Regions from separate parts of the Mus musculus genome. Here all the other regions are linked to region 1. A link is a contact called in public HiChIP or PLAC-seq and promoter capture Hi-C data. All regions are on one chromosome and are shown on one strand. Each heading gives the region's core, a stretch centred on a gene start, on an enhancer-like site or on the middle of the called end of the contact. The rest is flanking DNA. Distances are from core to core; before and after follow the strand shown.

Evidence for each region. Promoter capture Hi-C pulls out the DNA fragments that hold promoters and counts their contacts. HiChIP or PLAC-seq counts read pairs in DNA pulled down with a chosen protein or histone mark.
Region 2: a contact with region 1 is called in an H3K4me3 HiChIP or PLAC-seq map of fetal liver, with 4 times the contacts expected there. The contact joins the enhancer-like site here to the promoter of Klf3 in region 1. A contact is called at or near these places in 12 of 39 promoter capture datasets (3T3-L1-derived adipocytes, the C10 cell line, the HPC-7 cell line and 8 more), 1 of 15 datasets of contacts at CTCF or cohesin (large pre-B cells), 3 of 484 Hi-C or Micro-C datasets (LSK cells, bone marrow-derived macrophages and myocytes), 33 of 115 datasets of contacts at active chromatin or transcription factors (T-cell acute lymphoblastic leukemia, astrocytes, bone marrow-derived macrophages and 24 more) and 2 of 9 other capture datasets (adipose tissue and embryonic stem cells).
Region 3: a promoter capture Hi-C map of liver shows a contact between it and region 1, with 11 times the contacts expected there. The contact joins the enhancer-like site here to the promoter of Klf3 in region 1. A contact is called at or near these places in 13 of 39 promoter capture datasets (3T3-L1-derived adipocytes, the C10 cell line, the HPC-7 cell line and 8 more), 2 of 15 datasets of contacts at CTCF or cohesin (the NIH/3T3 cell line and large pre-B cells), 14 of 484 Hi-C or Micro-C datasets (LSK cells, Sertoli cells, bone marrow-derived macrophages and 7 more), 34 of 115 datasets of contacts at active chromatin or transcription factors (acute myeloid leukemia, astrocytes, bone marrow-derived macrophages and 23 more) and 2 of 9 other capture datasets (embryonic stem cells and liver).
Region 4: a contact with region 1 is called in a promoter capture Hi-C map of hippocampal neurons, with 9 times the contacts expected there. The contact joins the enhancer-like site here to the promoter of Klf3 in region 1. A contact is called at or near these places in 24 of 39 promoter capture datasets (the 3T3-L1 cell line, 3T3-L1-derived adipocytes, the C10 cell line and 15 more), 1 of 15 datasets of contacts at CTCF or cohesin (the NIH/3T3 cell line), 46 of 484 Hi-C or Micro-C datasets (the C2C12 cell line, CD4 T cells, CD8 T cells and 21 more), 38 of 115 datasets of contacts at active chromatin or transcription factors (CD8 T cells, SST interneurons, astrocytes and 28 more) and 5 of 9 other capture datasets (adipose tissue, bone marrow-derived macrophages, embryonic tail and 2 more).
Region 5: a contact with region 1 is called in an H3K27ac HiChIP or PLAC-seq map of microglia, with 7 times the contacts expected there. The contact joins the promoter of Wdr19 here to the promoter of Klf3 in region 1. A contact is called at or near these places in 1 of 39 promoter capture datasets (pre-B cells), 3 of 484 Hi-C or Micro-C datasets (embryonic stem cells and muscle stem cells) and 4 of 115 datasets of contacts at active chromatin or transcription factors (heart atrium, memory CD8 T cells, microglia and 1 more).
Region 6: an H3K27ac HiChIP or PLAC-seq map of embryonic stem cells shows a contact between it and region 1, with 7 read pairs. The contact joins the enhancer-like site here to the promoter of Klf3 in region 1. A contact is called at or near these places in 19 of 39 promoter capture datasets (3T3-L1-derived adipocytes, the C10 cell line, the HPC-7 cell line and 13 more), 2 of 15 datasets of contacts at CTCF or cohesin (the NIH/3T3 cell line and embryonic stem cells), 14 of 484 Hi-C or Micro-C datasets (bone marrow-derived macrophages, embryonic fibroblasts, embryonic stem cells and 6 more), 27 of 115 datasets of contacts at active chromatin or transcription factors (the 230-238 cell line, the HL-1 cell line, T-cell acute lymphoblastic leukemia and 20 more) and 2 of 9 other capture datasets (adipose tissue and liver).
Region 7: a contact with region 1 is called in a promoter capture Hi-C map of fetal liver, with 9 times the contacts expected there. The contact joins the enhancer-like site here to the promoter of Klf3 in region 1. A contact is called at or near these places in 14 of 39 promoter capture datasets (the 3T3-L1 cell line, the C10 cell line, the HPC-7 cell line and 9 more), 4 of 15 datasets of contacts at CTCF or cohesin (the NIH/3T3 cell line, embryonic stem cells, large pre-B cells and 1 more), 21 of 484 Hi-C or Micro-C datasets (bone marrow-derived macrophages, cerebral cortex, embryonic stem cells and 8 more), 38 of 115 datasets of contacts at active chromatin or transcription factors (the NIH/3T3 cell line, acute myeloid leukemia, bone marrow-derived macrophages and 23 more) and 3 of 9 other capture datasets (adipose tissue, embryonic stem cells and liver).

Annotation. Positions count from the first base shown.
Region 1 is chr5:64,802,079-64,805,283 of GRCm38.p6, reverse strand. It overlaps Klf3 (Kruppel-like factor 3 (basic)), which reads right to left and starts at 1,763. Exons shown (of 6, transcript NM_008453.6): 1 at 1,493-1,763. It overlaps Gm38457, which reads left to right. Exons shown (of 2, transcript XM_006504241.4): 1 at 1-1,234; 2 at 1,325-2,914. The coding sequence starts at 995. The coding sequence ends at 1,789.
Region 2 is chr5:64,324,577-64,327,781 of GRCm38.p6, reverse strand. Tbc1d1 (TBC1 domain family, member 1) reads right to left here. Exons shown (of 22, transcript NM_001310611.1): 17 at 3,173-3,205. Among named protein-coding and RNA genes, the nearest start is that of Gm43837, 52 kb to the left of the region's middle. Within about 2 kb of position 1,636, at least 129 of the 459 cell types and tissues checked have an H3K27ac peak or open chromatin away from gene starts, as enhancers often do. A contact at or near this core is called in 3T3-L1-derived adipocytes, adipose tissue, astrocytes and 10 more, where this site is marked.
Region 3 is chr5:64,342,957-64,346,161 of GRCm38.p6, reverse strand. Tbc1d1 (TBC1 domain family, member 1) reads right to left here. Exons shown (of 22, transcript NM_001310611.1): 21 at 737-910. Among named protein-coding and RNA genes, the nearest start is that of Gm43837, 33 kb to the left of the region's middle. Within about 2 kb of position 1,626, at least 168 of the 459 cell types and tissues checked have an H3K27ac peak or open chromatin away from gene starts, as enhancers often do. A contact at or near this core is called in 3T3-L1-derived adipocytes, acute myeloid leukemia, astrocytes and 13 more, where this site is marked.
Region 4 is chr5:64,363,324-64,366,528 of GRCm38.p6, reverse strand. No RefSeq gene overlaps it. Among named protein-coding and RNA genes, the nearest start is that of Gm43837, 13 kb to the left of the region's middle. Within about 2 kb of position 1,573, at least 96 of the 459 cell types and tissues checked have an H3K27ac peak or open chromatin away from gene starts, as enhancers often do. A contact at or near this core is called in the C2C12 cell line, the G1E-ER4 cell line, the NIH/3T3 cell line and 19 more, where this site is marked.
Region 5 is chr5:65,198,179-65,201,383 of GRCm38.p6, reverse strand. It overlaps Wdr19 (WD repeat domain 19), which reads right to left and starts at 1,688. Exons shown (of 37, transcript NM_153391.2): 1 at 1,624-1,688. The coding sequence starts at 1,629.
Region 6 is chr5:64,409,313-64,412,517 of GRCm38.p6, reverse strand. No RefSeq gene overlaps it. Among named protein-coding and RNA genes, the nearest start is that of Gm43837, 33 kb to the right of the region's middle. Within about 2 kb of position 1,632, at least 66 of the 459 cell types and tissues checked have an H3K27ac peak or open chromatin away from gene starts, as enhancers often do. A contact at or near this core is called in adipose tissue, bone marrow-derived macrophages, embryonic stem cells and 3 more, where this site is marked.
Region 7 is chr5:64,437,274-64,440,478 of GRCm38.p6, reverse strand. No RefSeq gene overlaps it. Among named protein-coding and RNA genes, the nearest start is that of Gm31363, 13 kb to the left of the region's middle. Within about 2 kb of position 1,623, at least 52 of the 459 cell types and tissues checked have an H3K27ac peak or open chromatin away from gene starts, as enhancers often do. A contact at or near this core is called in adipose tissue, bone marrow-derived macrophages, embryonic fibroblasts and 6 more, where this site is marked.

The sequences.
Region 1 (3,205 bases), core at 514-3,013:
CTACACTTTGATACTCTCCTTAATTTCAGCCAAATGGTCACTACAGAGCACCTCCACAGGACTTGGCTAGCGGCGACGGTCTGCAGCAAACCTCAATGATGAGAAAACTGATTTTTCTCTAGGGAGTATAAATTAATCAAACATCTTCTTTCAGGTTTCTCTAAACAGCCTAAGGTAAACACGCACGTTTAAGCCACGGAATAACTCAGGGGGCTCTTTCTTCATAAACCCTAACTTACAAAATTATTAAGATGTTTGTTACATTCCTGGGATGAGGCAAGTTATCATGCAAGCAGAATTTCTTATAAAAAGTGTTCCTCAAATTTATGCATAAAGTTCTCATTTATCTTAACTGGCCCACGTTCACTCAATTTTGCTTAGTGACAAGATATCAAATCCAAATGAATTCAGAATACCAATTCATACTTCCCCCCCAACACCACTCTTGAGAATAAAGTATCTCCAACAATATTAGAGGAAAAAAAATATAAGTTCTTAGAACCAAATCTCATGACTCCGTGTAAAATAAAATCTCAATGACTCTGTGTAAAGTGTTTATTTTGAAGAATACAAGGTAAACATTATCCAGTGTCCATTTAACCTGAATTATTCAAAGGCTCATTCATATTCAATTAGTATTATTGTAAAATACTACTATTGTAAGTACTGCAGTAAAAATTTACAGAAGTGTTTCTGTTATCCGCCAAAGACATGGATATGACAATTCCAACTCTTATTTGCCACCTCCAAGCTATCCAAAGGTTCTGGTCCACACCACTGTCCTGTGGTCCCTACAGGGCTCCGGTTCCCTAACACCGAAGGCGCTCTGCACTGCTAGCCACGCTGCAATCCTTTGCTTCAGGCACTGCGGCAGGTTCTCTCCAAGTCCCCAAAGGCAGTCTCTCCAAACCTCGGTGGTTCTTTTCCTCCCCCCTGCCTTCCCCCACAAGCCAAATGACCCAGCAGTTAGCGCGCTCCGGGTACGGAAAAGGGGATGCTTCTTCAGTCCCAATCGCCCCCAAGTTTCTCGCCAGGGGCGCTGGAGGCTGGGCTCCAAGTTTGCTGGGCGGCAGCTGGGGGGCGCGGGCGGGGGGCGGGAGCCCCGAGTCCAGGCGGGAGGGGGAGGAGCAGGCGCGCGGCCTCGCCGCTACCTGGCTCCTTCCAACGCGGCCGCTCGCGGGGTGCGCCGGGGGCTCCGATGGGAACCGAGCGCGGGGGACCCGGGACCACACAGGTGAGCCCCGCCCGCGGGCTCCCAATCCACCGAGTTCCCCTATCCCACGATCCCGCCCGCCATCCCCTCCCCCTCGCTCCTCCACCCCAGCTCCGAAGCACTTTCCCAAGCCCGAAGGAGCCCTCGCTGCACCCCGAACCCGTTCTCCGCGTCCTGCTTTCTCCGAAGGGAAAAAAAAAAGGAGAGAAAGAGAGAGAAGCAAGCAGATGCGGCGCAAAGCGGGGCGCAGGACGGCAAGGTGAGGGCGCGGGGACTTACTCTGCCAAGCGCGGTGCCGAGCGCAGCGGCCAAGAAACCCAGGCCCGGCTCCCCGGCGCCCGGAACCCCGCGGGCCGGCAGGTCAAGCGCTTCGGGCCGGACGGCGTCCGGGATAGGGACCGCGACCGCACGGACGCGCGGGTGGGGTTGGCTCGGGTGGCGCTCGCACTGCGCTCCGGCCGCGGCTCCGCGCGGCTCGGCTCCCCGCTCCCCTCTGGCTCCTTGGCACCAACTCTGGGCAGTCACATGACGCCGGCGCCGCTCGCTCTGCGAGCCTCCCCGGGGCTGGCGGGGTAAGTAGAGGCTGGGAGCCGGGGTGGGAGGGTCAGGGAGGGGCAGCGGGAGCCGCCACAGCCGCCCGGGCTGGGAGGGGTCCCCACCCACTTGGGTGGAGGCAGCCGCCGGAGGGGTCGGCGAGTCACTGGCAAACACGCACCCCGCCCTGCCCTTCCCCGCCCCCGCCTCCCGCGCCGCCCCCGCCCGCGCCCCGCCCAGTCACCCGGGGCCAGCCTGACAGACACTCATTATTCCCCGGAGCCGGGCGCCGCCCCGCCGGCTCGACCTGTCCCGGGAGGCGCGGCGCGGCCTCGGGGCTGGGCGTGAGCGGCCCCCGCCCGGCTCTCCACCCTGGGCCTCCACCCCGCCTGAGCGCTCCGCCCGGCGCCCTGAGCCCGCGGCCCCGCCCTAGCTGTCCTGGCCTCCTCGCTGCGGCCCGAGCCCCGGGGGGAAGGAAGGGCGGCGTTGGCCCGCTCCGGGCGTCACACGCTCTACGGCCCCTAGCGCCGCTTCCAAAACACACAGCCCGGGTTCGCAGGCGAGCCGAGGAGTGGGGGAGCGAGGCCGTCAATCACTCGCTCCCGCGGGAAGGGCCGCCCCTCCCGGGCAGAGGGCGGTGGAGCGGGTGTTGCGGCCCAGGATGCCCTGTCCCTACGTCGGGGAGCGCGGTGCTCCAGGAGCGATCGCTGCCTTGTGCACAGGGGTCGCGCTGCAGCCTGCGCGCTGGCGCTGTTCGGAGACTTCGGGTCGCCCCTGTTCTTTCGCCTACCCTGCAGGGGCCGCTTCCAGCCTGGAGGGACTTTTCTTGGAAAGGTGGAGACCCCCGGAGGAGTGCGACTCCCCAAGGGCCCGATGCTCTGGAGCGAAAAGGCGTTCGCTGGTCAGCCTTGCTGCCAGAAAATTTAGCAAACTTCGGGCAGATCCTCCCACCTGGGGCGAGAGCTCTGGCTGGCCTGGGGCTCAGCCCCGGGACCTTTCCTTTCACACTTTAAGAGCCTCAAGGCACTTTTTCCGTGGAAACCAGGCCAGCGCGAGGACAACTTCGCTGAGCTTGGTGCTAGGCTAGAGTCGGAGGCTTTTGAGTTTCCTTTTAAAACAGTATTAATGTAATAAGGAACGCAATAAAAAGAACAAAGGACAAATTGGTTCAATTGTTTTAGTTCTGTGTAATGTTTTAAAACAACCCGGCTTCAGTCTATGGCTTGTTATTACTTCAAGATGTTTTAAAGGCCCTGTAAGTTCACCATTCTCACTTCACTTTGATGCTTCAGCCAGGCATGGTACTACTTAAAACGTAGTGATACATAGATTCCCCACTCCTTGTTGTAACTACAAGGTACAATTAAACTAGAACCCAGTAACCTCCAACACTGAAATTGTCTGTCCTGAGGAGACCCAGAACCCACTAGTTCACATTCCAGTATAATGTCCTGTTTA
Region 2 (3,205 bases), core at 387-2,886, 480 kb after region 1:
TAATGGGATTCCTGTGTCTGGACTGGACTGTGTTCTTCCTACTAGTCCTCCCATCCCAGGGGAGGCTACACGGAGTCACCAGGTAGAGGCAGATGATTGCTGGCCAGCTAGGATGGGGCCCGGGAGAATGTCTGGGATCCCCAGTACCTTCCAGTAACAGTGTCAGAAAGTGAGCAGGAGCCCCAAACAGAAGGTAGGACTTTGGCAGCCCATGTTATCCACGCCTACAGAGCAGAGGGGAGAAAGGCTATAGTCATCAGAAGGTCAGAGCAGTCCATTGAGCTGGAGACAGAGAAAGCCCCATGGCACCTGCTGAGCCTGGCAGCAGCTTTCTCCTGGCTGGCTGCAGTCTATACTAAGGGAAAGGCAGAGGGCAAGATGTAAGAAAGCAGGAAACAGAGCCAGCGGGACAAGCAGTGAGGCTAAGGAGCTCTGCACAGAGCTGCCAAAGTACTTCCTCCAGTCCTTGGGCCACACAGTCCACAACAGGCTGGGTAAAGATGAAGCCAGGCCACAGCTGAAATCACATTTTGTAAACTAGAGAATATGACCAAACGATAAAGTCTACTGTTTTTATTCTTTGAAGGAACAAGTCTTACAAAAAGCTGTTACAAAAAGTAAAAGGCCAGTCTCATAAACCAAGAGACAGAAAGCAAACCACTGAAAAGCCAAAGTCCTTCTCCCCTGTGGTGTTCTTCCTCCAGCCGCTTACTGTAGGAAAGCTACACTGAAAGGCATGGACTGTGCCATCACTCTACACCACACACCTCTACTGGGCCCAGACCGCCACAGTACAGACGGAATATACACAACAGACAAGATACACAGTGTGGACTAAACAAAAGATGGTGACACATGTCATGGCCAGAGCTGGAGGCCTACCATGCTAGGCCTTATTTGATGTCGACTCACAGAAGAACAGGAGTCCTGCAGAAGGCTGCCAGACTTCACCACTGGGTCTAGGTCAGCAACCAGGATGTCTGGTTCACATAGGGACAAAATGATGCTGGCAGGATCCCTGGATAAACCCTAGGACCCTGGTGGAGGTAAGTCGCGACACAGATTGCTGCAAATAGAGGCTCTTCAGGCCCCTGGGAGGATGCTGGAGGTCATCCAAAGTGGAGGCCAGGCCAGCACTGGGCCAGAGGTGAGAAAAAAGGAGGGCCAACAGAGTGGGGGCTGTGTGCAGCTGGCCTTGGAAGCAGAAGGGAGAGGGTGGGGCTGAACAGGGGCAGAGAGGATGTGAATCAGGCGCTGTTTTCTAGGGGAAAGGCCAGTGAGCTGGGGCTCAGACAAACAGTGCTTCCTAGGGAGAGGGCTGGCTGGGGAGGGAGGGGGCAGGGGCAGGGGAGTGTGGCCAATCTGGACTTCATTCTCTTTCTGCAGAAAAGGGATGACATTCAAGCAGTCAGAGGCAGAGGGCTGACCTGTCCAGGAAGAGTAAGGGGAATGCAGACAAGAAGCCAAAGGAAGAAAATGCAAAACAGGGAGCAAAATTTCTTGTGTTTCCTCTCCTCCTGTGCCATGGGGGAGTGGAGAAGGCAGGAGAGAGACCTGCCACTCCTTTCCACACCCCTACCCCCAGGTCAGTTTTCAGTTCACCTCACAGAACAGGAACACGATGCCACTGTTCTGTTACCACACTAACAAATTCAGCTGCTGATAATGTACAAATATCCTCCACAGGGTCACCAGGCCAGATGGGCTTTGGCTGGAGATCGATTGGCCATGCCAGTCAGCCTCCCCCTTCACCTGCCCAGTACTGGCATCTCTTAGCACCATGGAGCCTGTAGGGCTTGGAAGTCTTAGGCTGTCAGAATGATGGTGGATAGGTCCCTGCACCTCTGCGCTGATGGCCATGCCACTTGACTGCTCAGTGCCTCGCCATCAACATGGCAAAGATACATTGAGTACCTACTATGTGTCGGGCACTGTCCTTGGAGTTGAGAGTACACTCTAATACAGCCCAAGTGCAGCCCATGGAGGGCACCATCCTGCTGAGCAGAGGTAGGGGCTAGGAGGGGATGAACACAGTTCTCATGCAAATTAGTTATGAGATCATGAACAAGTTATGTAACCTCTCTGCACTTGTCTATGTGTACTGTTGTGAAAATGAAAAGAAATGGATTGAGTAAATTTCATACAACATTCAACTCAAGGTAAAGTTAAGTGTTAGCATTAAACAATAACAGCAATAATAATAATAATAATAATAATAATCACTGCAGTAGTTGAGTACCAGGGAGAAAGAGTGTGGGTTAGGAAGGGTGGGCTTGGCCTGTGGGCGGAGAAGCTACAGTCAGGACAGTTCTGAGGATGACATTCAAAGCCAGCCCTGCAGAGTAGTCTGAGGGACTTTTCCAAGCATGAAGATACTGTGTGTGGCTCTGACTCCGGCCTGACCCAGCTCACCGTCTCCACTGCGGCTGTAACACGGGGAAAGACCCACAGAATGGGCAGTGCAGTGCACTGAGCAGAGACAGGCGCATGTCCTGGGGAGGGGGGACGACATCCTCAGCATCCAGAACTGGCCTTCGGGAAGGCCACGGAGCTAGCTCCCCCCAGCAGAGACAGGCCTTGGGAGCAAGTAGGAAGGCAGGGCTCCATCGCTGCTCAGCCACCAACAGTCAGAGGGTCTCTTGTTCCACATAATTACATTCTAAGTCAGCGAGGTCTTTTCCATGGAAACTGCAAATCCAATACACTGCTTCCTTTCTGCGTTTTAAAAGCTATTCCAGAACCAAGGCACTGCCCACTTTCCAAGACGAAACTGCCAACACACAGTTTTCTACAATTATTCTGACAAGTTCTGTTTGTACACCACAGCCCAGAGACTGCTTCTAAAAGCAAACCAAGCTTGTGTGTTTCTCCTGTAGCCAATCCAAGCCGATGTGTCTCCCAGGTTGCTCCTTCAGTGTACTGTAAAGCATCCCTTGGAAAATATGAATTACTGAGCTGAACCAGAGTTCTGTGTCAATGAACAGACTTAATGACCACTCAAGGCCTCCTCACACCTACAACATGCCAAGCAGAACAAGCCAGCCGCCAGGCACGAAGGGAGCCCGCGTATGCTCTCAGAGGGCACCTGTGATCACTAAATGACCTGGATAGTCTCTCTACACTCCTCAAGGGTGGGGCATTCCCTCTTGGCTCTGGGGCGGGGTGGACTCACCGAGGTCGATGAGAATGGCGTGCTGCTGCGAGG
Region 3 (3,205 bases), core at 377-2,876, 460 kb after region 1:
ATGGAGCCAAGAGCCTCCATTAATAACCTATTTTAAAAGTGTCACTCTAATAATTTCTGAACACGGACACATTCTCTCATTTATACTATCAAACAAGGAGAATTCATGGTTACTTAGTGCCAATGGACTGACAGAGAAGCCACGCCCTGCAGTGACTTTTGCACACCTATCAGGGTCATTCCCTCTCCCTTCTGCATGGACTATTTATAGTGCTGGTCTTGTGTCCTTACCTGCATTCACCCACTTAAGATGGGGGCGGGGTGTACAGGAGAACTATGCCGCTTAATAAACCTTCGCATCCGAATCAGACTTATAAATAAGCATCAACTGTTCTGATTTAGTTCGTTAGATAGATTTCTAAGTTACTTCCTTCCTTCAGTATCTCTCCAAGGACCTGGCCTGTTTCCCCCCCAGGCAACAAAAGCTTAAGACTCTCTCATCATTATTCAAAGCACAATTGTTGGCAGTCAGCATCTGGGGCCAAGCTGGTCTCCTGCAAAGCTTAGTGTAGAAAGAGCCTCTCAGAAAGCTCCTGGACTGTCTGACCGTGGCAAGGACACTGTCTGCTCTGCAATAAAAGGGCTGATTCTCCTGGGACACCTCTGATCGCAACTACAAAGAGCGCGGGGTGGGAAAGGTCCTGCGGTCCTGGGAAAGCCCGGGCTGCTGGTGCCTTTGGTGAGTTAATGAGCGACTACACAGAGGCTCGGGAAGCCGCTCGGCAAATATGCTCTACCTGCAACTGCTCCAGGAGGTCAAGGTTCTGTTTGCGCAAGCTGCTGTTGGTTTTCTCCAATTTCTCCATTCTTTGGTTGTCACTGAGAGGCGAGGACTCAATAAGCTCCTCCTGGAGCACGTGGTACTCGACCTCATAGGCCTGGAGCTGCTTGGCGATGTCCATCTCAAACACCTGTTGGGTAGAGAAGCCACCAGGCTGAGTCACTGAGACAGGCCTCCCACGGGCACAGGTACCTGTGCTCACGCGCACGCGTGGAAGCACACGGAGAGGAGAAAACTCAGCTCTGACAAGGTCAATGGTTTTACACGGTGAGGACAACAAACACCTAGAGGTAATTGCAAAGGAAAAGAATAAATATAGGTTCTAACACGCTTCTACAAGGCCAAAAAGATTTAAAAAACAAAAAAACTTTTCAAGGCCTAGAGAGACAGCTCAGCAGTTAAAAGCACTGGCTGCCCTTCTCGAAGATTCAGGTATAATTCTCAGCACCCACTGGTGGCTCCTAGCTGTAACTCCAGTTCCCAGGGGAGCTGACACCCTCTTCTGGCCTTCATAGGCACCAGGCACTCAGGGGCACAGACAAGACTTTCAAAACTGTAGTTCTTAGCGGCTTTCCCTGCAAATGCTATGAAATACGCTGACTATAGGTTAAATGTGACAAAGGACTCATGTTCTGTTTGCAAGGTCACCACATTTAGTTACAATTCAGCTGGGTTTTTAAGAATTGTAAGAATGACAAAGTAATGGGACTGTTTATAGAAAAAGTCCTCTTGACCCAGATCTGCAGAAATGAGCCAATCCCAACTGTCACTCACACATGGATGAGCAGAGCCGGCTCTCTTCCTTTAACAGCAACAGTGACAACAGAGCCACACTTGTGAAACAAGCCCAAAGTGCAGACGCCACCCAGGGGGCAGTGTCTGCACTTTCTCCTGAGGAGGAAGAGCGACAGGGCTGGAGTGGGCCCAGTGTGAGTCAGCAGACTGCTGCTCACTGCAATGCCCTCTCTCCAATAAGGTAAGCCTGCAGGCTGAAGTCACCCAGCAGAGGCCTATAACAGGTACTTTCCTGATACTGCTGTGACAAAATGGTCAATGAAAGTAACAAAGAACAAAGGGTTTATTTTGGCCCAGTTCATGAGGTGGAGAGCCTGGGCGTCTGGAGCCTGAGGTGGCAGGAGACAGAGGAGTCTGGAGCCTGAGGTGTCTGGAGCCTGATGTGGCAGGAGCCTGAGGTGGCAGGAGACAGGGGTGTCTGGAGCCTGAGGTGGCAGGAGGCTAAGGTGTCTGGAGCCTGAGGTGGCAGGAGACAGGGGTGTCTGGAGTCTGAGGTGACAGGAGACAGGAGTGTCTGGAGGCTGAGGTGTCTGGAGCCTGAGGTATCTGGAGCCTGAGGTGGCAGAAGCCTGAGATGGCTGGGTACAATACACGCACAGCCAGGAAGCCTAGAGCCAAGTGTAGCAGCTCAGTTCACTGTCTCCTTTCTCCTCCCGGGAGCTGTCTCTCCTGGGATGGCACTGTCCGAATTTAGGGTAAGTTTTCTCACTTTAATTAGCCTAATCTGGAAACTGTCTTAGACCAGTCCTAAGGTGATTCTATCTTGGCAAGCTGACAGTCGAAAGCAACCATCACAACTCTCAAGGTGGTCTGGCAGTCTAGAACACTCTTCTGAGAATGGAGTTGCGGCTTCTGAAGGACAGAAGCTGTACTCTACTGCATTTCCTAACTAATGCAGCCAACACCCTTCCTAGCTGTGGGACGCCAGCTTTCCCCTAGGGTCCCCTACAGGGTTCCCTTCCCTATGAGCACTGAAGCTGTCCTACAAAGCCCTGCCACATTCCTGCCATTCCCAGTTGTCTTAAAAAAAAAAATTCAGCTTCCTAGTTTTCAGGTTAACTCCATGATTAATACTAAGTAGATTCAAAAGTTAGTCTATGCAAATACTAAGTCCCGTGCTGTCACGTCTACCTGATTTCTTTTTGTTCCTGAGAGGCTCAGTGGGCACCATTAGCATTTCCCATCCCTGGTGACAGCTCAGGCTGGGAGTCAGCTTTGCCCCTGAGGATCTGAGGGACTCAGTCTCTCTGGGCCTCAGTTCCTGGCCTCCCACACAGGGCGTAACACCTACCTCCCCGCACTGAGCTGGGGGTGAAGGGATACAGTTCACAGAGGTTCCGGTGCATGCCTGGAAAGCCTCCATCTTAGCTGGACCTTCTGGAACTGAACCTCGTATCTCAGCAGAACTGCAATGGATATGCACTGTGGGGTTCCCACTGCCATGAAAGTGCTCCTGTGTAATTCTGAGGATGGAAAACTCACTGAATGTAAAGATCATTTCCTCTCCTGGGAAACTTGGCACCAAAGTCTCTGGCCTTTTCTACAGAGTTAGGACGACATGTTAAGCTAAGCTGAACCACAGGCTGTGCCCTTCTGCGCCTTCATGAGTTCTTAATAAATATCTTGGGTT
Region 4 (3,205 bases), core at 324-2,823, 440 kb after region 1:
CAACTTGCATGACCAAGGTCAGTGTCACTCGGAAGGCAAGCTTAACTCACAACTGCATCCACCAACTTGTGTCTGTAAGCCATAGAGCTCCATGTTCTCTCAAGCCCTCCAGGGCCTTCCCCAGTCGTCCACTCCTCAGTCATCCATTCGGTCGCTGTTGGGCAGCCTGCCCTTCCTTTACAATTATTCTTCAGAGTTCTGGAGTGCACATCAGGAAGCTGACTGACAGTCACTGCTCTCACCCCACCCAGGATCGTGCGGATGTAGAGTTACCTCAAGCAGGATGATCCTGGCCTTGTATTCAGGATACACCAGAACAGGAGTGCTGTGGCTTGAGTGTTCTCCCTGAAAGTCATGCCAAAACTTAATTCCCGTTGTGTGGTGTTACGAGAGCAGAAACCTAATACGACAGCCTTTGGAGGGTGGGACATTTGGAAGCTAAGGTTAAATGAGATCAAGTGATGGAGCCCTCATCCAGTAGAACTGTGGCATTATGGCACAGGACAGACCTGAGCACACATGTTTACATTCAGTCCTTTTCACTAGGAGCAGGGCTCTCACTCTGTACTGACTCACCACAGAGACTCACCAGATGCCAGTGCTCCCCACATCCCTACTCCACTCCTACTCTTCACAGAAGCTCCAAGCAGATTCATAGTACCTTAGGGTGAGGATTATAGATTATTTCCTTGCTACTTTCAGCTTCAGAGCCTCAGCCAGCCTTGCCCTGGTACCTTCCAATACACAGGTGCACGTGAGCGTTAATATAGGACCAGAGAAAGGACCGGTGATCTCACAGCAAAGCTTTAACAATGGCTGCGGCTTCTGTAATAGACGATCCTTTTTTCTTTTGTCTGCTGAGAGATCTACTTTCTTTGCATTTTTTATTGCTGTGGGTCTCACTTGCCTTGTAAGGTTTTAACGTTATGCAACAACAGATAATTGCGTCACGTGGTGCTTTCATTTAAAAATAATCACTTCAAATATCAACAAGCACTGGTAACTGGGAGGCCTCCAATCTCTTCTGCTCGTCCTGTAAGTCGCAAACCCTTGCCTGCTCTCTGGCTCTGTGCGACTCATTGCCCTAATAGGAAGCCAGGAAAAATGGTCATCAGTGAATCCTACTATGTGCCAGGTGCAACTGCTGGCCCACCCTCCCCACAACTTTGGCAGGCACTCTCATTCCCACCAGGGTTATGACACCACAGTGGGTTCCAATGGATACCAACCACATCACACACATGATCAACATCAAATGAGTTGTCAGTGACACAAGGTCTGCTTGAAGCCAAGCATTCCAGAACTTTCCAGGACACTGGTGAAGGCATTAGTTTAAGACTTCCTCAGACACCAGTAACAGGGCTCCTCTCTCTCTGGGAAGCATCTTTTTCTTTTCTTTTCCTTCTTTCTCTCTCTCTCTTTCTCTCTCTCTCTCTCTCTTTCTTTCTTCCTTTCTTTCTTTCTTTTTTTTATTCCAAACTCCTGCATCCCGGAAGCAGCAGAGAGCTGGTTCTCAATTGCCACCACCCCACCACAGCTACCACCACCACCAGTTCAGGAGCTTGCCAAGAGTCAGCCAAGCATAGACAGCTTGTATTCAGAGTTGCTGTGGGTCTGCCCCACCCACCCCACCCAACCTCCTGCAAAAGCTTAAATCTCAGGCATGGAAAAAAAATCAGACAGGCCATCTTAGGCTAGGGGGAGGAAAAAAAAAAAAAAAAAACTCCCAACCAACAGCTGCTGCCTAATTGGCTTTCTAAATAGTTAGAGGCTGCCAAGTGCAGAAATGAATTAAATAAGCCTTTTCCCCCCTCCAGGGTGGAGCAGCAGGCTCCGGGGCTCCACCCAAGTCACACCCTAGTTGCGGCTATTTATAATATCTAAAAGCCAGATGGAACCTGCCAAGGGGAACAGAGATCGTGACAAAAAGCATAGATCCAAAGCCCAGCCCTCTCCTGGAGTAGACACAGATCTGGAGGGGCCCCTAGGGACTGTGGGGGTTGCAAAGAATGGTAGAGGGATTGAGCCTTTCGCAGAGTCAGGTTTCTCAGCTGCAGGTACCGATTGGGAGTAGGGTGATGCGGGCTGTACCTGCTGGATCCAGAGGAGCTAGGTGATTCCGACAGTATTTGTTCCCTGGGCAGCTTGAGCCCAGTTAGAAGGAACAGCAGCCAGATGTGGATTTGGCAGGTGAAACAGCTGGACTGCTCCTCCCCTCAGCCAAACAGAACCTGGAGCAATATGGTCCATGGTAGTCCAGAGTGCTTCCAGGGAGCTGGGGACAAATCCTGATTTCTTGTCTGTGAGATGTGCTTGTCAGTAAACCCTTGGAGGGTTTACATCCTTATTTATGAGACACGGGCTGTAATCAAACCAGCCAGATGGGATTTTTGAGAACGTTAAACATGCCCTAAGTGCTCAGGATAGTTTTGCAGCAGAGGCCACAGCTGTTACTATAGGATTTGATGTCTGGACTCAAAAATGCCTCTGTGTTGGCCACTGTGTGCTGGTCTCTGGTGGGTTGAGTCCCCGTGTCCCTGCTGGGCTGAAGCATCTTAAAGACAGATTGAATGTTGGCTGTCTCCTTCCTGCCGATGAACAAAGGCTGGTTTGAGCTAGCAAATCATCAGAAATAGGCACCTGATACAATCCCGTTCACATCTGACTTCCCAGCCCAGCTGTTCTGGTCTTGAGTTAGGATCACTGCTCCCCCAAGCTCTAGCCCCATCATGAGAGCACAGCCCTGACCTGTACTGTCCAGTTTTCCTGACCGCCTGTTAAGGTACATCTTCTATGTCTCCCTAGGGTTTGTGAGTTGATTGAAGGCCCTGTACCCTTGAAACCAGTGTCCTGAGTGGGAGACATCATGGTAGGCACAGAGTGGATCACAGGTGTCATGGGTGAATTCATCTATTTATGGGCTCATGGCTGAATGAGTTTGGGAAGATGGGCTTTATACAACAAAATATGAGGTCCTCTTTGGCTTCCTGGGTGCTGGGAGGTGTACAGCTTTACTCCATCCCACACTTCTGCCATGATGTGTGACCTCAGACACAGGCCGAAAAGCAGGCAGGATAGGTGGTCACACAATGAACCTCAGGAAACCATGATCCCAAAGAATCTGTTCCTCTTCTCGAATAGTTTTGTCACGGCGATGGAGGGTTAATACACCTTCAGACCACAGTGATGAGGATTTCCTTTTCAG
Region 5 (3,205 bases), core at 439-2,938, 400 kb before region 1:
GGGAAAACTTTACATTGATTCAACCTACTGAGGTCCTCATATCTGCATTAGTTGTAACTCTATATGTCAGATTTCAAAGACTATTAGAAACACAAATGATAGCATGGATAATTTGTTTGTTTTCAGATAAGGTCTCTTTATATAGCCCTGGCTGCCCTGAAACTCACTATATAGATAGGACTAAGCTCAAACTCACAGAGATCCACCTGCCTCTAGCCCCAGAGTGCTGGGATTAAAGGCGTGGGCTGATTCATTGCTACCAATGAATGCTGGCTTTATTGGTATTTTTTCTGTTAGATGCTGATACAAATTTTGGAGATACTCGGCAAAACAAACTGTATTATCACAATGTTATTTGTTTTTTTTAAACAATTTTATTGTTGTTATAAGTTAAAAATTTGAAATTTCATTGACTTATATTATTCTTATATCAGACTGCTACATTCTAGAATACTCAGGAACATGACCCTAGATGAAAAATATTAGTTTTAAATACTGTAGATTAATCAAGCACACCCTTATCTAGGTAGATGCAGCTTAGATACTGTAGCTGAAGACTTGAATCTGAGTGACAACACAACTCCTCCAATGCTATCTGAATAAATGCCCATCTCCCGAAAGCCTGTGTCCTGGAATCGCAACTTAAGATAGAGGTGCGCTATGATGCCAAGCACACACAGGTTTTTTCCAGCACGTACACTCACTCAACGTATTCTAGACCATCTTACTTCTGCGAGTTTGGGAATACATCGTCCTTAAACCTGATTCTATTCCTTTCATGGCAGATCTGTCTTGGGCTGTAATCTTACAGGTTAGTTTTCTTCCACAGAGTTATATCGGTTCTAGGTACAACTCAGATAAAAGTTACAGCTTTCCTAGAACAGCAAAAAGGTTTGCTTGTTGCAGGTCACGGTTAACTTAACTGTAAAGAGAATAGTATTTACTCCTTTCCGACACACCAGAAAGTGAATCATGCAAAGTTATCTGCCAATTCCAATGGACACACAAGAGCTACAGTGAAGCTTTAGGAAAGCTGAAACCATTTTAAACTCGGTGTTTCCATTTCTTTGTCAGAGCAGTGCGGGGGTAAGTACCTCTGAGGTAAATCACAGGAGTGCAGCGGCTGCCCCTGTGGAATTCACAACAAACCCAATCAGAAAACCTGCGTGCAGTGGAGGACGCACACAGGTGTGCAGATTTCTCCATCATGTGTTCTAGCGACCAGGGCTCTGCATACCGGACAGGTCACAGGCCAAGTAATTCTTGATGACTGTTTTAGAGACTTTTGATTCTCCCTAGGGCTCTGGGCCAGTGGCTTGGTTTGCCCAGGATTAAGCTACAAGAAATCGGTAGCGATACCGGTAGTTCGGGCGTACTCAGATCAGGCTTCTACCAGATTCCAGAGGGCACAGGCCTCCCTCAGCCCGCTCTCCAGAGCTTCCTTTCCCTGCATCCTTACAAGCCCATCATCCCCTCCCGCCCGCTCCCGGAGCTCATTCCTCTATCCTCAGCACTTCCGCGGAGGGACAGGGACACAAACTCCTCAGAGTCGCGCTCCGAGAGTTTAGGAAATACAGAGGCTGCCACATCTTCTCAATCCGCTGGCACTTGTAAGTTATTTACCTTCATTTCAAAGGCTCCAGCGACACCCCCGTTCTTGTAAGTGCGCAGGCGCAACAGAACACCCCCGCCCCGCTACCGCGTTCTCGTCACCCAGGAGACCGTGCAAACAGCGACCAATCAGCGAGCGTGGGGCGGAGCTGCCCCCGGAGCCCTCCTTTGAGAGAGATGGGCAGGGTGGGTAGAGTCACGTGATGGAGGTGGAGCTAAGCTCCGGGAAGTTGAATGCTACGAGGGCTGGTCAACTTCCTGCCTGAGCTCTGATTGGGTGAGGCTGCGAGGCAGGCGGGCCCTATGGACAGAAAGGGTCTTGAGCTATGTGAGCAGAAACCACTGGCCTAGGAGCGGTTGTAAAGGAATTCCGGGGGGAAAAAAGCTGGACCCAGAGGTTGGCAAGTAGGAGGCAGGAATTGGCTCATGAGCCAGACGGCTTCTACAAGATCCACTTGTAAAAAAGGCTTGGAGAAACTAATGTATCATTCCTCATTTTTTTTTCTTGCAGGGTTTTTATTTTTGATTTTGCCCTAACGGAGGTGAGGTATGAGGAGTCGTTTTCTTTCAGGACCATTAAGACAATTTTAGCTAGTGTGATCGGGGAGGAATAGTTGAAAAAAATAAAGAAAAGAACTCGCCTGTAGTATTTGAGCCTGGTAAACAAGAAGTTTAGCGGAAGCTAAGCATTAAAAGTTGGCTGGAGGGAGGGAGTGGGATTCTGCACAGTAGCTAAGGTTGGCTAGCTGGGCATCATCACCTCGGGTTCCTAGAATAGAGTTGGGTAATTTTTCACAGCGACTCTCGTCCATGAGATAAAATTGTAGTCAAACCTAAAATGGCCTCAGCAAGAATACAAGATGGAGAAACTTCTGCATTGTCTTGCTCTGTCACAATAGTAACAGGCTAATCAAAAACAAACAAAAAAAAAACAAAAAACCTACATGGTTGCATCAGTAGCTATAATAACAAAGCATTTGACAAAACTGAACATAAAACAAACCCTCAAAATTCTCAAAAAACAAAACCCAACAAGAAAAAGCAAGACAACAAAACCCTGTACCATAGAAATTGTAAACAGTATCTCCAAATAGCCTAAGGCTGATGTACTTAATGCTAAGAATCTTGAAAGTAGTCCCATTAGGAACAAGGCAGGGATGTCCCCTCTTGTGACTCTTTCTCAATTCTGGTGGAAGTCCTAGTTAATGCAATAAGGAGAGAAAAAGAAGCATACTGATTGAGGAAGGAGGTGGGAAAACTGCAGATGACATGACTGAGAGTGTACAGAATCAGTAGAAGAGAGGGAGGGATGTGGGGTAGAGGTAGAGCTAATTATACCAAGCCTCCAGGATACAATCTTAATACACAAAGAGTAGTCACACCCCTCCATATCAGTAATAAGCAGATTTGAAATAAAAGAGCAGTGCCATTTTCATGAGTACCTCTCAAAATGGAATGCAGCTACAAGTCTAGCAACGTATATACATAATGGGTGTGAACAACAGTACAGAACCGAAGATAGATATTAAAAGAGTTCAGAGGGCTGTGAGGTGGCTCAGTGGGGGAGGGTCCTCTTTGCCCAGCTTGACGACTT
Region 6 (3,205 bases), core at 383-2,882, 390 kb after region 1:
TTTTGTTTGAGGAAGGTTTAACTTCAGTGAATCATTGTTAAAAAGTTAGAAGCAAAACAACTCTGATCATTTGCTAGAATCAGGATTTTAACTATCTTCCCCCAAAACCCATGTGTTAAGGCAGAGGTTCTTAATCTTGTGCTGCAATGTTGCTACATAAGTGTGATTTTGCTACTGTTACGGATCATAGTGTAAACATCTGTGTTTTCTGATGGTCTTAGTCCCTCAGGGGTCACACCCCACAGGTTGAGAACTGCTGTGTTAAAGGCTTTGTCCCCCAACATGGTGATGTTGAAAGAGGATGGAGAGATAGAAACCAGTTATTGTAGGCCTTGAATAGAAACATAGGACCTTTGTCTCTTGTTTGCATCCCTTCTGTGGGGTGGATGTCTTTGCTCCCATCAGACACCACCATGATTGACCTCATTGTCAACCAGTCATGACTGAAATCTCCCCAACTGTATACCCAAACAAGCCTTTCTCTCTACGAGTTACTCTCTGCAATCAGGAGCAACAAGCATGGCTTATCACTCCAGTCTCACCTTTGCAGTTCCTGTGGGCCTGGGCTTCCCAGAGTCCTCCACATTTCCATCCCTAGGATGTGTCTGCAGAGCACACCAGGCTAGAATCAGCTGACATTCACCCCTCTTCTGGGTGTGGAGGAAGGAGGCTAGGAAGGAGAGAACTGGTTAACATCTTACCTCTGGTATGTACTGCTGTAGCCTCTCTGCTGCAAATCCCAGCTCCTCGGTGGGTCGCGGTTTCCTCAACAGCCAAGGAAATCTCAGTCTATAGAATAGATTTTAGAGCTAGGTAGCTGATGTTCTACAGAGACGGGGCAAAAGTGATGGTTAATCTTCATTATCATCTTGACAGGACTTAGGGCAGCAAGGAGACACACCTCTAGGTGAGAAAAAAAAGAGCTAATTTCATCTCAGAGATCCCAGCCCCATCCAGGGAGGTCGGGGCGAGGAGCTCAGCGCAGGAGCTTGAAGCAGAGTCCATGGAGTGACGCTGCTTTCTAGCTTGTTCTCTGGTTTGCTCACAGGCTCATGCTTAGCTAGTTTTCTTCTGCAGTCCAGGACCTCTTACCTCGGGAAGATAATTTGGCCCCATCTATAGCAAGCAATTAGCAACTGAAATAAAGTCCACCGGCCAGGCTGATTTTGCAACTCTTCAACTAGGTTGTGTCAAGCTGGTGACAAAACTAACCAGCAAACCAATATACTGACTATAAACTCCTCCAAAAACATCCGGCCTCTGCTTAACTCTGTTTACTCCATTGTGGAGGGAATATTTGCTGTGTGTAGCCAATGCTTCTAAAATTCCAAGATGCTCCTCCTATAGGGACCATTATTTAGACACTCTGGATTCTGTTATTGCTTTGTAAACCACTTCAGTCTTGTTTTGTTCATTTGCTTGTTTTTGATGAGACCCCCTACAGCCTCTTTGGTATGGCACATCCTATAACCCCAAGAACGTGCCTGGTTGGTATGTTTCCTGGAACTTTCTACAGCTGTCAATCTTGTTCACATCCTCAGACTTCCTGAAACAGTTACCATCGAGTCAAAAATAAATACCCTCACAACATGTGCTAAGCCAGCACCCAGTAAGAGGAAGCGAAGGAGAAAGAAACCTTTACAGAGTCTAACTAGCCCTCAGCTGTGCTGGAATTCAGCCAGCCAAACACAACCTCTGCACCATCTACAGCCTTCGTCCCTCCAGCACAGGCCCACTTCAGGAAAGAGTCCAAAGGCTTCCTCCTACCCTTCCGGGCATGCTGCTTTCTGGGCGTGGCAGTTATGGGTTTCTGCACTGATTGTTTTGTGCTTGGACAGCCTATGCTTTTACAAATAGACCCTAACGGCTCTGAAGTCAGTCCTGCTCGGGATCTTCAGAACAGGCTACTATATTGTTTTCATTTCCTGTGCTTTTAACTTCCTTGTCATAATATTATCCTATACTCGTGGACGCCGCTCGTCCATGGGCCCGAGGGAGAGACTGTCACGTGACAGCAGCCGAAAATGTTACATCCAAATTAAGTCATGACCATGCTGAGGGGTTCTACAGACGCTATTTAAAAATTTGGGGGAACGGGGCTGGCGAGATGGTGCAGCAGTTAAGAGCACCAGCTTTCTTCCCAAGGATCTAGGTTTGAGTCTCAGCATCTACATGGTAACCCACACCATCTCTAACTCCAGTTTTGGGGGACCCAACACTCTTGTCTGGCCTCTGTGGGAACGCACATGTAGGCAAAGCACTCACTCACATAAAACAATGATTTGTAAGAATGTTCAGGAAAGAAGATATAAATGTCATATGAACACAAGGCATGGCTTTAGGCATGCCATATGGCTTCCATATAGTGAACTCCAAGTTAAGAATGGCTTAGAAGGAGCCATTGTGTCCAGAAAGCAACCAGGAGGCAGGGGTGTAGCACCCAGGGATGAAGAAGGTGTACGCAGCACGCTGAGCCTCCTCCACTTAGGCCTCCTAAATCAGCAACTCAGAGAATATATGGCCACAGGCCAGACCCCCATCAGATTCCTTCCCTCTCACAATGCTAAGCTGTCCACACCGGTGTTCCACACAATGACCAGACAACCCTAGTCCCAGTTACTGCCACTGACCCTACAGCCTGCCTGTGACACTCAGGACTTCCAACACCCACAGCAAGTAAACTCGATAGCCCATCTTTACCTACAAACACTCTGAGTATGAGGTTGGGAAGGGAAATAAGCACTGGAAATAGCTAATGCTGATTATAAAGCACGAGGTGTTGAAAGACATTCTTATATCCAAAATGTTAGAAAAAACTAAAACAAAAACAAACAAAAAAAAACCCACTATACAATATTATAAATGTATTGGCCCTGAAACATTAACATTTTAGCTGTTCGATTCTTTGCAGTGCTAGGTCCCTCCCATTGTTAGTGATTTCAATGGCTAGGATACAACTAATATTTTGACTGTGTTTTACATTTTATGCTGTGCATGAGATTAAAGCCTCAGAGATCCCCAACTGATCCAAGAGGAATTCTGGAGTCTCCACCCTGATTGCCCTCTTCTTTCAGGAAGAATTCTTTCTCCTGGAAGAGAAGCTGCATTGATTTACAAAATCAAAGGCCGAGGTGAGGCGAGTGTTAAAAAGAAGAGAAAAATAAGCCACCAAGATTTGGGGTTGGAACATCAAACCAACTTTTCA
Region 7 (3,205 bases), core at 374-2,873, 360 kb after region 1:
TCCATTCCCCCCACATCCTGGACTGACTTGGCTATTATTTCTATTCAGTACCAAGTAAAAAATAGTATTTAAGCAAATTCCCTTTCCCTTTGAGATTCAGTAATTCATCGTCTCTTGTCAGTCACCTGTGTCACCGCGGCACGCATCTCCTTTGTGTTTCCTGAGTGTTTTTCTTGGTCATTTGCCTAATGCTCTCTGAGCACCTCTGTGTATCTGTCTTGTTCCCAACTATTCAGCACAATGTCTGAGCTTATTATGTTTTGCAAGAGAGATGAGAAAAGACTGGGGATTAGAACAGGTGACTCTCATGCTACAAAGGATTGTGCGGCCACTGTAGAGATTTAGGGAGTGTTAATAAGGGCGGGGGGGTGGGGTGGGGACAACCAGGCATAGGGGTATTATTGCCTGTAATACCAGCACTTGGTAGTCGAAGGCAAGAGGATTAGAGGTTCAAAGCCAGCCTTTGCTCCAGGCTGGCCTGAACTACATGAGACCTTTTTGTTTGTTTGTTTTAAAAGAGAGAATGGAGAGGAAAGAAATGACAGGAAGAGAAAAGGAAGGAAGCAAAGAGGAAGGAAAGACAGACAAAAATTGGCATCATTTCTAAATCATGTTTGATCATCTTTAATGATTTCATGGTGATCTTACACATCCACTTTGGTGTGTGTTCGTGTGTGTGTGTGTGTGTGTGTGTGCGCATGTATGCCTCTATGCATGCATGTTCATGCATGTGTGCATGCATGTAACTAGAATGAGATGGTAGACTTGCATATCTCAAAACACATTTAACATGTTATTAAAATTCTTTATAACATTTAGTTTTTAACAGTCAGCACTTTTGTTTTGTTTTTTAACTACTTTTTTGCACTCAGTTTGCGGGCCACTTGTATCTTGGAGCCATTACAACAGATTTTACAAGGAGTATCTTTTCTTCTCTCTTTTTAATTTTTTTACTTTTATTTTTGAGACAGCATTTCTCTGTGTAGCCCTGGCTGTCCTAGAACTTCCTCTGTAGAGCAGGCTGGCCTTGAACTCAGAGATCCATCTATCTCAGCCTCCCAAGTACTGAGATCAAAGGGGTGTGTCACAAAGGCCTGGCTAAGGAGATGTCTTTTCAGGCATAGCTTAGAGGCTCGTCCTGTAGCTTACAGTCTTTGAAGTCAAATTGCAAGTCAATGAGAGTGGTAAAAATGTGGAAGAAACCGAAGTGATGGCTCACTTCTGTCATCCCAGCATTTGGGAGCTTGAGACAGGAAAATCATGGGGGTTCCAAGCCAGCCGGAGCTATACAGCAAGACTCTGTTCAACGAATAAACAGAAAGGGAAATGTCTATTTTAGTTTTGTTCCAGGAAGTTATCCATCTACTTTGAGTTTTCTGAGTGACCTTCATTAGGACATCCTACATTATGTAGATTGAATTCTGTGTCCTTCTTTCTCAGGCCTGAGTCATTAACCCCAAGGTCGCCAGGCAAACAGGTGCACTCTTTGAATGAATCACCCAGCACAGATTTTTTTTTTTTTCTTCTATCAAAATCCCCAGCAAGCTTGGCGCTTCTCGTGCCCAGTTCCCCTCTGTCTTACCCATGGATGCTTACAGCTTGCCCTTCCTGTTTTCTGCCTCCTGAAAGATGTGTGTGCTTTGAATCACACTGCCCCACGCTGCCAGCTCTCATCTGTTAGATCCTGTCCTTAAGTCCAGGGGCATTTTCCACTGACAAGTCTTTCATTAGTTTCTCTCTCCAAGGGGTTGTAACACCTTGTCATCTGATCATCCTGGCCAATCTCCCGCAAGACGATCGTATCATACAGATCATTAATAAGGATGAAGTGTGTGCACCCTGAGTGAGTGAGCTCCCAGCCCCGCCCGGCACTCCACCCTGCGTCAGTTTCAGCCCTACGCATCCTGACACTTCTGTGCTTTCTAATTTCAGTTCACGTGACCAATAGTGACTTCACGAGCTGTACTCTGCAGTCAGAATCTCCTGCAGGGCCTGCATCCCTGTCACACCCCTGATCCCCCTTCCCCACCCATAGATGCCCTGGATGACTTGCTACAACTGGACTCCACCGGGTTTAGGAACCTTGTTGGGTAAGCACAACAGGAAACCTTGAGATAGGAAGTGAGTCAGGGAGAGCTCTCTTAGGGTCCTCTATAAATGTTGTTACAGGATGGCCATTGCTTCTTTACAAGGCAGCCCCTCCCCCAAGCCCCCAAATCCACTCCATCCTTCTCAGCCCCGGGGATGGTAAGAGCCCTATTGGATATCACTCAGACTTTCTTCCACCCTCTGGTGGCTTTACTACACCCTGGTCATTCTTATAAGACATCCTTTAAACCCTCCTGAACTGAGCCAGCGTGAACATGCCATCAGCTCCTCACTAAAATTCTGATGGATACACTACAGCATCTGACCAGCCCCAGGCTAATGCCACTGCAGGGCTGGGCTGGCCACCACACCTGCCACCTCTGCTCCCAGACATTCAACACTGCTGCCAAAACCCTGTGGGCACCCAGCCTCCCTTCCTCTCAGATCCACAAATGCTCGGCGATTTTGGAGTTCTTACATTTGTTAATATAAAAGGGCTTTGAAATTCTCCTGGCAAGAGCAGACTTTTAGTGTTCCAGTATTTTCCATGTATTCACTTAACAAATATTTGTTGAACTCCTCCCATGTGCCAGACACCGAGCTAGACGGCAAGCACACATCTGTGGGCAAAGCAGACTCCCATAAGGTTGTGGGAAGGAAGCCGCAGAAAGTGCTGGCATGTCACGATGGCCTCCTGCAACACAGGGCCTGAGGAATGTGTCCCCAATGGAGGATGTGCCAGTTCCTACTGGGGTCTTATCTTCAACAGGTCATGATGTCCCAAAAGATCTTCTGTACAAGAATATACAAAAGCAATTCTCCCTCCAAAAGTTTCCTTTAGCAAGTGTGTGGCAGGGGGACCAGCTTCCATTTCATCAGCTTCAGGAACTAAGGGGCCCATTAGCTATGGCAGGGCTGAAAGGGTTTTGATACTTCATCTTGCCTGCCCTCTTCCTGTCATCTTTCTGTGCCTGTCATCTGCTCTCACCTGATCCGCCCTACCTGTTAGACAAGATGTGTGTGTCCCAAGATGCCTACGGCAGCCTCTGCTTCCCTCTCCGCCTTCTGGCTCGGTCTCCCTCCCACCCAGTTCTAGATGCTGAGCCTTGGACTCAAC